Linked DNA regions of Gossypium hirsutum: all the other regions are linked to region 2. The links are chromatin contacts, called in public Hi-C maps. All regions are on one chromosome and are shown on one strand. Each heading gives the region's core, a stretch centred on a gene start, on an enhancer-like site or on the middle of the called end of the contact. The rest is flanking DNA. Distances are from core to core; before and after follow the strand shown.

Region 1 (3,817 bases), core at 1,161-3,660, 310 kb before region 2:
GCCATGTCCCAGACCTGGTCTTACACTAGCTCTCATACATCGGTGCCGATGCCATGTCCTAGACATGTTCTTACACCGACACATCTAACAATTCCAATGCCATGTTCCAAACATGGTCTTACACTGGCTCGCATATTGAGGTCGATGCCATGTCCCAGACATGGTCTTACACTGGCTCACATAACAATACCGATGCCATGTTCCAAACATGGTCTTACACTGGCTCGCATATACCGGTGATGATGCCATGTCCTAGACATGGTATTACATTGACACATACCGAGACCGATGCCATGTCCCAGACATGGTCTTACACGGCTCTCATATCGCCATGGTCCAACCATGGTTTTTTCCGTCAATTCATCACGAGTCTTAGTCTGATTGTACTCGACCCTGCATTTTTCTTAAATTGATCTTTCAATTCAATCTCATATTATCATGATTTGATAACAATTGTACGTAATAATAATACATTATATCATTTCTAATTTAATAATTGATCATTGTCAACTAACCATATAAACATACCTCGTTCGCTGAAATAATTAATTAAGTCGACTAACCCAACACTTTGTTTTCCCTCGTTCTTTGTCCAGATATCGTCTCTCCCAATCTATAAAATAACAAATTTTACTTATTTAGTCATCAATTTATACAATTTAGTCCAAAAATTCACATTAGGACAACTTTACACTTTTGCCCCTAATGTTTCACATTCTTGCAATTTAGTACCTATCACATAAAAGTGCAAAATTCATGAAATTAAACACAACCCAAGCTTAGCCGAATTTTTATAATTATTGCTAGCTGCCCATAAAACATACTTTGGCAAATTTACAGTTTTGCCCCTAAGCTTTCACAAAATTATGATTTTGCCCCTAGGCCCGTAAAACGATTTTCATCGAATTTCCTCATTAACCAAGCCTAGCTGAAACTGATTTAAGCTTATAGAAACTCTCAATTTCAATTTTTCCACACATTTATCACCTATTTTATAACCTTTACAAAAAGGTCCATTTTAGGTGGTTTCATGAAAAAAATCCTTTCACAAAAGTTGTTAATTAAACAACCAAGATTCATTTTCTTTCATAAAAATTCAACAAAAAAAATGAGTATTCACGTGGCAAAACCCTAGACTCTCAACCATTTTATAAACTAGTCCCTCCATTAGTTAGCTTAAGCTACAAGGGTCATAAAGATACAAAAATTATCAAGAAAGACCTTCAAAAACACTTACTTGCAAGAGAACTAAGTGGCCGAAAGTTTGGGCTCTCAAAAGCCCTATGTTTGCAGCCATTTTCGGTGGATGAAGAAGAAAGATGAAAAGATGACAACATTTTTCCTTTTTGTTTTATTTTATTACTAAATAAGTCACCTAATGCCCACCAAATTTTGACTTTTCAATTTCTTTGTCTCCATGTTCAGCCACTAATTTTTATTGATCTATTTGCTCACTAAGGACCTCTAATTTAGTGTTTATAGCTATTTAACAACATTAGCTTGTAGAACAAATCTTTCGCACTTTATGCGATTTAGTCCTTTTTCGCAATTAAGCACAAAATAGCTAAAATTAATTCACCAAAATTTCCATACACTCATATAATCATGCTATAACACATAAAATAAAAAATAATTTCTCCGACTTCGGATTAATGGTTCCGACTAGGCCCAAAATTAGGGTGTTACATTATTTTTATTTATTGTAAATATATTTATAATATTATATATAAGTCTATAATTTAATTTTTTTAACAATCTCATTATAGGTTTTGATCATATCTACTCTTTTTAACACAATGCCTAGAACTATCCATAGTCTCTCCTCAACCCACAAATAGGAGGATAATGCGCGTCAGCGTACTCGAATCCACATCCACCTGTATTGACAATAATGTCCATGACAATCGAACTAAGATTTAATCGACAAATATATAATTTAAATTGAATCCAACCTAATAATTGAATAACCTAATTCCAAATAATCTACCCCATCCAATCCAAAAAATTGAGTTAATTAACTTAACCAATTGAACCAATCAATAATAAGTGGATTTGATTAGGTCAGTTGACATAGAGATGTCAAAGGTTGATGAGTTAAGTGTATTATATATAAAAAAATCCATCGACTTGAGCGATTACAACTATTCTTTTACTTGACTTATGTTCTTAACAAGGTTGGGTGATAGCAAGAGTTGTAGTTAGCCAATAAAGTAGGTTTTAAATTAGTATTCAAAAATCAAATTAAATTTTGCTAATATATGATGAGCAAAAAAAGTATTAACCCAAGGTTTAATTAGTTATGGTAACCAAATATTCGTTTTTGTCTTGATAATTCTCATAATAACGGGATTTTTTTTGTACATAATAAAAGATAAAAAGGGAAAGATATTTTGAGTTTTGAAGCATATTTCGCTAGTCACTCCATTAGTAGCCTCCTTGAATAAAGATTCATGCTTATGTATTCCAATCCTCCTCAAAGATTTCTAAATAAACAATCTTTCTCCAGACCACAACTGCTCCTACTTAAGAATTCTCATAATGTCAACAACTCAAACGCTTCCATGAAGCAACCATAAAACTCATTCTGTACTCCATTTTCTTGAAGATGTCCTTATTTCTTGTATACAAACTTTTTACTTCTTCAAATTTGATATAAGCCACTAAAAAAATCTAATACAAAAGTGATTTTAGAAGAAAATGATCCATTTTATTACATATTTTAAACTTACAAACCAAATTTCCGTATAGCAAAATAATCACAACAGGCTCAAAACACGTCTGATACTTCCAGGAAGGAGGGGGTAAAACCGTAAAGCAGCTTCAACTGGAAATTTCAAAAAAGAAAGAAATCAAACACCAACACGTGACAAACCATTGCATAGGGTTAAGTTGAAAAGATTCATGTTTTGTCTTTTTTAATTTTCATCGTTTCAAAGCCACCCACGAAGCCCTTCTTCTATAACCTTCCAGAATTATCTATCATCTAAATCCCTACAACCCGACCTTTTCTCTGTATTCTCTGTTCTTCAAATTTTCTTCGAAATTTTCCTATGTCTTGGATGAACCTGTTTATCACTGAAACCGCCATTTTTTTTTGTTACTTGCCTTTTTTGTATTTCTAGATTAAGATTGGGTATTGTTTCAGGGAAAAATGGGCCGTTCAAGCCGCACGCTCTATGTGGGCAATCTGCCTGGGGATACTCGTATGAGGGAAGTTGAAGATTTATTTTACAAGGTTTTCTTTTCCCTTGTTATTCTTAAATCATCATCTATGTTCATTCTTGCAGTATTTTACTAAATAGTTTCAAAAGTTGCTCTAATGTGACCTATTTTTATAGTTTTAACTTTGGGTAGTGGAGATATGGCATAACTAGCTGTGTGAAAAAAAAAAAAAGAAAAGAAAAAAGAGGAAGAAATAATTTTGTTGGATTAATCAATTTTGGGTTTCCAAATTACTGTTTAACGCATTGCTTTATCTTGTTTTGGAGGTTTGCCGCTTGCTTAGTATTTTATGTTTTTATATTGCAGTATGGACCCATTGTTGATATTGACTTGAAGATCCCACCAAGGCCCCCTGGTTATGCATTTGTTGAGGTGAGTTTTAATATTTTGTGATTTGAGGCAAAGAATAATAGGAAATCAGTTTTTAGGTTTCAGTAATCTAACAATTGCATATTGCAGTTTGAGGATCCTCGTGATGCTGAAGATGCAATTCGTGGTCGAGATGGTTATAACTTTGATGGGAATCGTCTAAGGGTTTGTAGCTAATCTTGTTTAGTTCATATATATTAGTTTTATAGCTTTCTGCCTGCCTGAT
Region 2 (3,744 bases), core at 624-3,123:
GGCTAAACAAGGTTGGCGTCGTTAAGTAATCCTAATTCTTTACTAACGCGTACTTTGAAAGCCAGATATTTTAAAGATAGTGATTTCTTGAACTCTAGTTTGGGGAGGTCACCTTCTTTTACCTAGCAGAGTATCTGGGCCGCGAGGGGCCTCCTCTTGAAGGGTTTGGATTGGCGGATTGGGAATGGTTAGAAAGTTTCTATTTGGGATGATGTTTGGATACTTGGAGATGATCAACTCAGAATTCAGAATATGAATAATAATTAGAGTCTCATCGAAGTTGCGGATCTTATTGATGCAAGTTCTAAAAAATAGAAGTCTGATCTGATCAGTTTTACCTTTGAGGAACAGATTACAAAAAGGATCCTCTGTATTCCTCTTCCTTTGTTTGAGCATGAAGACTCTCTTGTTTGGCGGGGTGAGTTGTCAGGCGAATACTTGGTCCGAAGTGGTCACTGACTTCTTTTACAAGAAGGTCGGGATCAATTACATACAAATCACAAGCAAATTTACAAAAAATTATGGAAAATGAATCTACCCCCTAAAATTAAAATTACAATCTGGAGATTCCTATGTAACTATCTGCCTCGTTTTAGTAATCTTCATTATCGCAGAATGATTGCTTCCCCCATGTGTAGAAGGTGTCAAACAGGAGCTGAAATGAGGGAGCATATTTTCTGGGAATGTCCTCCTGCAAAAGATACATGAGAGCAGTTACATATGGCATGGGCTAGCTCGGATGACAATTCAGAATTTACAGTTTGGCTGAAAAATACCTTTGAGACTAGATCCATGGCTTTGTGTAAAATGACTGTATGCGCTTTATAGGCGTTATGGACGTCTCGGAACAAATTTATTCATGAGGGGGAAAACCAAACAGGCGTTCAGATTGCAAGTTTTGTGCAAATTTATTTAAAGGAACTTGATGATCTAAAAAGTGCTATACTTGAAAGATGGATCTGTGTGGACAGATGGACTGCTCCGATGGGATCGAGATTGAAAGTGAACTTTGACGCAACTTTCAACAATCACAACAAAGAGTCATGCTCTAGGTTAGTGATTCGTAACAGTACAGTAGAGGTTATCTGTTGTAAAACGAAAATGAACTTGAACATACCGTCTGTTTTTTCCGCAGAAGCAGTAGCGTGTTTTTAGGCACTGAAGCTGGGGTTACAACTTGGGTTGAGGGCGATTGAGGTTGAAGGTAATTCTCGAACGATCATTCGGAAGCTGCAAGAGGAAAAGGAGGACAGATCTAAAATTTCTGTGTATATCAAAGATGCTCAGTATCTCAGCTGTCAATTTAATCATTGTGTTTTTCTTTTCACAAACAGGGAGGCTAACAGAGTTGCCCATTGTTTAGCACAAGAAGGACTCAAGAAAAGAGAATCTACTTACTTAACAAATCTAATATCTCCTGGTGCGGTGGAGGCGATAGCTGAAGACAGGAGGCAGATGGAGGTAGTGGGTGAGGATAGGGGAAGAAGAAATGAAGGGTCTAGAGAAAGTGTTCTGGAATTTTGATTTTGCTGAGTTTCAATGGGTTTTGATCTTTCAATGTGCATCGGGGTAATGAATAGGTTTGATAGGATTGATATGATGGGTAATTAAGTATCTGATGGTTTTTGCTTCCCCAAGCGGTTCTTGCTAATTTTTTCAAAAGGGGTTTTAATTATTGGAGTACAGCTGAAGAAGACGTCTCTAGAGCTCCCCTTTTTTTGCCGTTTGCTGGATCTTGTTGTTGGGCTGTTTTTTCTGTTTTTGTTTTTGATTCTTTTGGTTTTGGCTTTTGTGGGCTTAGTCTTTGTTTGTATGTTTTGGACTAGTCTATTATGACCCATGTCATTTTGGCTTTGCATTTTGTGTTGGCCTTCTGTAATAAAATCCAGCTAATTTTCTTAAAAAAATAATTATCATGTTTTAAATAAATAAACCCAGCCCTAGCAGTTTTCGCGTCTTCAGCCGCTTTCCTTTATTATCTTACAGGTAGTATACCTTTCTGTGTCTCTGGGTTTCATAGTTCTAATTTTATTTTGGTGTTTTAATCTTCATACGTTTGAATTTTTTTCCCTTTTGAAATGTTTAAATATGCTTGGCAATTTTTTTTCCCAGAAATTATAATTTAAATCAGGATTTGGGTTTTCTATAAAATGTTTGTTCATAATTTATTTGCAGGGGATCGAACTTGAAGTTCAAATATAGTTTCAGCTTTGCGTTTCTTCATCAGTTAAGCAGTCTGAAAAGATGCAGAACGAAGAGGGGCAAAACATGGATCTTTATATCCCCAGGAAATGGTTTTTAATTTGCTTCACTCATGTTTCTTTCTCACAATTTTTGTCTATATTGTAATGCTCATTTGTACTTTTGTTGTTGCAGTTCCGCCACTAACAGGCTTATAACCTCCAAGGATCATGCATCCGTTCAGATTAACGTTGGGCACTTGGATGAGCTTGGCAGATACACTGGCACATTCTCCACTTTTGCTCTTTGTGGCTTTGTTCGAGCCCAGGTTCGTTTTGGTTCTTTACTAACCTCTGTTGGATATTTTGGGCTGCTTCAGTCCTATGTTACTGGTGTCTGATAAGTGAATGTTTAATTTAATTTCTTTTTTATTTGGAGGATTCTTGAAGGGTCATTTCACTGCATTCTCAGGTTTGCATTAATTACATGTTTAAAATTCTGATCATGCTTAAAAAGATTAATCTTGCAACTTGCTTTGTTAGTAATGAGCTTCTAGTTACGTTGTCAAGTTAAAGACTCTGAATGTTTGAGATGCATTTGAAGTGTCAATTGCGATCCATTTACTTTGCAAGGGAAAACATTGGGTTTATTAGCATATTTTGGATGCAATGTGTAAAGACCTGGAGTATGCAATGTGGGGTGTGTCCGGCTGCCTGTAGATTGGCACAAGGTCCTAGTATAGACACAGTTACAGGGTTGTTCATTTTGAATGTTTTTAACTTATACCTTCTGCTCTGCTCTGGTAGTACATTTAGAGAAATAAACTTTGGTTTTAAGAACATTCTGAATTGAAATACCACAGCTAAAACTCCATGCTTAAAGACCTGATGCAATATATCGTAGGAAAGCAAGCCTGGTTGCTTGTAGACTGACAGGTTCCTGGTAGACCCAATTACAAAGTTGTTCATTGTATAAAAGTTGGATTCTATTAATAAGAAGTTTTATTTTGTTGCCTCAGTTCTTTTTCAAGATATTGAGTTGCATCTGATTTTGGCTGCTAATTAGTTTGTTCTACTTTGCAGGGCGATGCCGATAGCGCACTCGACAGGCTTTGGCAGAAGAAGAAAGCCAAAGTCCGACAGTAGTCAGAAGACTTGTTGTTACTAGTTTGTTTCTTAACTGAGGAGAGGGAAAATGAGCTGTAGTTTCTTTTGGTGGATCATGTTAAAGTTGTTTTTTGCTGAATGGTTTATGTTTTGTGCTTAAATTGCTTGCATTATAGCCTAATATGTCTGTCTCACTTTGGGTTCTCCATTTTTGTTATCACTTTGTTTGCGGATTACCAAAACTTTTTGCGAGAGAGATTGGGGAGGAGGAGATTAGGAGCAGGTTGGCAAACGGGTGTAGTCGGGTACCATTGTTTTCAAATTTGGATTATTTTGGATTTAGTTTAGTTTGAGTTCGGATATTTTTAGAGTCGAATAATTTCGAATTTGACTTGTTTTAAGGTGAGCAATTTTATAAATATTCAATTAGTTTTAAAGTTTTACTAGTTATAAAATC
Region 3 (4,144 bases), core at 1,552-4,051, 280 kb before region 2:
AATGGGACAATGCCACCTCCAAAATCGATTCCCCATCTAGGAAATATACCTGATCAACAAAACAAAAGGATTAGTATTGAAAATCCATGCACCTCACATACTCAGGTATGGGTATGAGAGTATGATCCTAATAACATACTTTGCAAAAGAAAAAAAAAAAATCGACTATGCCAACATCTGACACATACTCATATCTGAGATAGAATCCCTAATCTACTTATAGACAGTAAAAACAATTTGTTTCCCTAATATGACAATTTAACATTAACCTTTATTATCAATTATCTGTTTGTTAGGGCAATGAAGTGCACTGCAATGAAGGTGGAAAAGCATATGCTTGAACAGAAGGTAAAGTTTTTCCATGATGTAAAAACGCTGTACTTACGGGTAAACTATTGAGAAGAGCTAACGCTAGAGAAACGTGGAATGTGCATATTAAGCTCTTTTCCAGTTTATTTGGAAGATATTTGCTGAGAAAAACCCCCCACCGAGGTTGATATTCAGTCAACTGAACTGAATGCGCCATCGATATCATGTCACCTACAAAAATAAAAGTCCCACCACATGTTTGTTCTACAGCATCCGAAGAAGTGTTGGAATCTAAAAGGGAACTTCTAAGTTGTAAGCATTCTCTTGAATAAAGACGTGAATATGTAATCTCTATCCACATCAAATCTGGAAACTGAACCGGACTTAAGCAAGACTCATCCTGCAGGCATTAAAAAACAAGGTTGTGATCAATGATATATTATTAGCATCATCTTGAAGCAAGTTCGAGAAAAAGGATAATGGCTAATTTATGCTTCCAAAGAATCTACCTCGGAACACATACAACTGCTTCCATTTTTCTTTACTTTTCCCCGTCCATTACATTTTTCGAGATTGACAATATCCTTTGTATTCAAACAGAGTGCATTTTCCTTTCTTCCAAGATCAACATCTTCACCATCCATATCTACTGACTTACTTGGATCAAAGCAGTAAATTTTCACAAATGCCGTGAAATCTTCAGGGCAAACAGATTGGTTTTTGGCCAATTGAACATTCTTGCCATCTTCCAACAAGGCATTAGGCACGCAGTACCCCTTTCTGCTATCTACAGCACCAAAACCTTTAAAGTAATGGGAATCACTTGAATTGTGAAGTATCTTTTTATCTAGTAGAGCAGTCATCTCTATCCAATCTTGCATGCTATGGATGGCTGCACCATCCAATGACGCTATTGCATCCCCAGGAGACAAAAACTCAGATAACGGTGATGCTACTTCCAAGATCTATTCAAGACGGGAAAAAGATAAAACAAGACAATCTCATCAACATGCTTTAACTGAATAAAACAAAATGAAATATGTAAATACTTGCAGCGCAGTACCAAAGGGCTCTCGGCATGCATGTAAAAGGGAAACAGGATCACGGGCCGCAGGAACAACAACAACCCACAAAGTGCACAGAACTACAAGAGGGACAAAAGTAAAAGTTAGAGGTGAACTAGATTAAGCTGTGTTTGACCATTACAGTAAAATTGTGGAACTCCAATTCCCATCACAATGACAATGCTATATGTAAACAGATTCAAAATTTCAGTTTTGCACCATGGTTTGACAAACCAACGTGTTTCTGTACCCAACTACAATGCTAAACTCAGCTTAAGCCAACCAAGAACTCACCCAAACATGATACATCTACATTATGCTATGCAGGTACAAAATTTCAGCTTTGCAGCCCAACTACAATGCTTACCTAAGCCTAATCCGATCAAGAACTCATGTAAACGTTAAATACCGATCACAAAATTTTGAGTTTACTACTGCATGTGGAAATACATAAACGGATTCCTAATTGCAGCACCATGGTCTGACAAACCAAAGTGTTCTGCAAATCCAGCTACAACGCTAAGGCCTAAGCCGATAAAAAAATCATCCAAACACGAAAGACTGATTATAAATGTGTGAGATTACCACTGCATTATGCCAAATACCAGCACAATATACGCGAAGAGAGGTTAATCGAGGCAATGCCTGCAGCAAATCATAATCAAAAGCAACTAGAGCACCAGGGAATAGAACCGCAATAAAAACTGCAATGTACTCCAATTGAATTCCCTCACTGCTTTTTCACCTATCGCAACAAACATGAGAAAAACCTGACCTTGAAGCTCAAAATTCAACTTAAAACATCAATGTTGTTTCCAATGCAATCAATTAAATAGAAGTTGACCTTGCAAGGGCGATAGCGTGGCCAAATTCATGGACGGAAACGGAGACCAAAGTGGAGATGAACAAATATCCGGCATCCGACATTGAGATTCTTAAAGAAGGGGAAAAGCCGAACAAAAGGGAGCTGAAAAGGTTGCTTAACCGCGTGTCGGAGCTAAGGAATAGTTGCCAGATAAGAATCCAAGTGACTCCGATGAGTGCCGTTAGGCCGAAACCAGTGCCAATGGAAAACCAGAGTTTAAGAATCATGTTGTGCTTTCGGCCGAACCGGAAGAGAGGTTCGTTGAGGGCGTAGATTTTGAGGTCGCAGTACCAGCAGGAAATGGCGTTGACGGTAGCCATCACGCGGTGGATTAGAGGAGGAGAAGCACGAAGAGGGAGGCGGGCTGCTCCATGCCTTCTTGCTCGGTTCAATCTCATAGCTCAGATTCCGACCGTACACTTCTCCGTTATTCCTCCTTTGACATATGTTTGGCGGCGGCGGCTGTTAGTAGGGTTTCTTTTTTCCCTCAAACTGATTCAGTTAATGAGACAAAAAAGTGTGTAAATCGCGGTAAATTGGTAATAGATAATAGAACCGGACGCGACTAGTGGTGTAAACGAGCGATGGTTGGATTCGAGCCGAGCTTTGTTATTATATTAATGTATTTTATTTTTCTTTGGTTATTATATGAATGTGAGTTTAAAATTTTATCAAATTTACATATATTTGTTTATGATTAACTTAATCTATTTTAAACATATTCATACTGAATTATGTTATTTTTAAAAAATTTTAAAATATATTTTTATTTAATATCTAATAATTTTATTTATTAAAATTTTATGTATAATCTTCTTTAACATTTTTCATAGTATAGTATATTATTATAAAATTAATTTTTATGTATTATAAATTATATAATATATAAAAATATTATAAATTTTAAAAAAATGACAGAACTAGAGTTGAGCTCAATTTTTTTTTTATCTAAACCTTCTTAAATCTTAAATTTTGAGTACATCTTTGAAGTTGAGGACGCACATAACTTCAATTATTCAGAGCTTGGCTTTCCTTAATTCTAAGTGCATGTAATATTTATTTGGGTAACTTATTTGGTTGGTCACCTAAATTTTAAAGTATTTTCATTTTAGTCACTTAAAAATATATCCTTACAATTTTGTCATCTTCATTAAAGACTCTTTTATTTTAGTCGCACAGACATTAAATCTCTACTAACAGTTAATAATACATGCCACATGATGTTTACTCTTTCATTTTGGTCATTCCAAAAATATTTTTTTTTTAAATATTGATATGGGTAAAAAAATTAAGGATTAAAGTAAAAAAGAGATAGAAACTAAAATAATGCATTAAAAATTGTTTCCCCCTTACTAAAAGTTATAATTTTTTTCAATATTGAAAATTTAAATTTTAAAACATCAAAATCAATTAAATAAATTGTTAAATTTAATTAATTTAATCTCCTTCTAAAATTTTAAATTTTATTTTTATATTTGTAAATCATCATTAACTAAAACAACTCACATAACTCATATTTAATCTACAAAATCCAAATATCTTTTGATTATTTGATATTGAATCTTCCATACTAAACTAAAAGCAAATAAAAAATTCCTTATAGTTCATTAATTTTATCTTCTATACCAAACAAAATCCATAATTTTGTCCATCACTTCTTTACCAAAATGAAGAATAAGCATTTAATTTAATTGATTTCAAGGATTTTCTTTCTTTGTTTTTAGTTTAATGTGGGAAATTCAGAATCATATAATTAAAAGAAAATTGGGTTTCGTAGATTAAACTAATTTGTATTCTCTTGCGATGCATGGGTCAACTGTGTATATTAAATTTGTAATAATTTTATAATATTAGTTTTTTGTTTTACAAATTTTAATGAATTTCTTTAAAAAACCATTAATGAATT

The links. A called contact is a pair of places that touch in the nucleus more often than the background predicts.
Region 1: a Hi-C map of leaf shows a contact between it and region 2, with 2.7 times the contacts expected there. The contact joins the promoter of LOC107893639 here to the promoter of LOC107893631 in region 2. A contact is called at or near these places in 9 of 34 Hi-C or Micro-C datasets (callus, hypocotyl, leaf and 1 more).
Region 3: a contact with region 2 is called in a Hi-C map of leaf, with 2.2 times the contacts expected there. The contact joins the promoter of LOC107893637 here to the promoter of LOC107893631 in region 2. A contact is called at or near these places in 2 of 34 Hi-C or Micro-C datasets (both in leaf).

The regions. Positions count from the first base shown.
Region 1 is chrA13:77,319,429-77,323,245 of Gossypium_hirsutum_v2.1, reverse strand. LOC107893639 (serine/arginine-rich splicing factor SR30) reads left to right here and starts at 2,410. Exons shown (of 15, transcript XM_041085012.1): 1 at 2,410-3,235; 2 at 3,529-3,594; 3 at 3,682-3,756. The coding sequence starts at 3,152.
Region 2 is chrA13:77,004,616-77,008,359 of Gossypium_hirsutum_v2.1, reverse strand. It overlaps LOC107893631 (40S ribosomal protein S21), which reads left to right and starts at 1,873. Exons shown (of 4, transcript XM_016818671.2): 1 at 1,873-1,986; 2 at 2,176-2,288; 3 at 2,377-2,509; 4 at 3,264-3,468. The coding sequence starts at 2,245. The coding sequence ends at 3,326.
Region 3 is chrA13:77,280,606-77,284,749 of Gossypium_hirsutum_v2.1, reverse strand. LOC107893637 (membrane-bound transcription factor site-2 protease homolog) reads right to left here and starts at 2,801. Exons shown (of 6, transcript XM_016818676.2): 1 at 2,218-2,801; 2 at 1,959-2,106; 3 at 1,373-1,453; 4 at 819-1,274; 5 at 386-709; 6 at 1-49. The coding sequence starts at 2,636.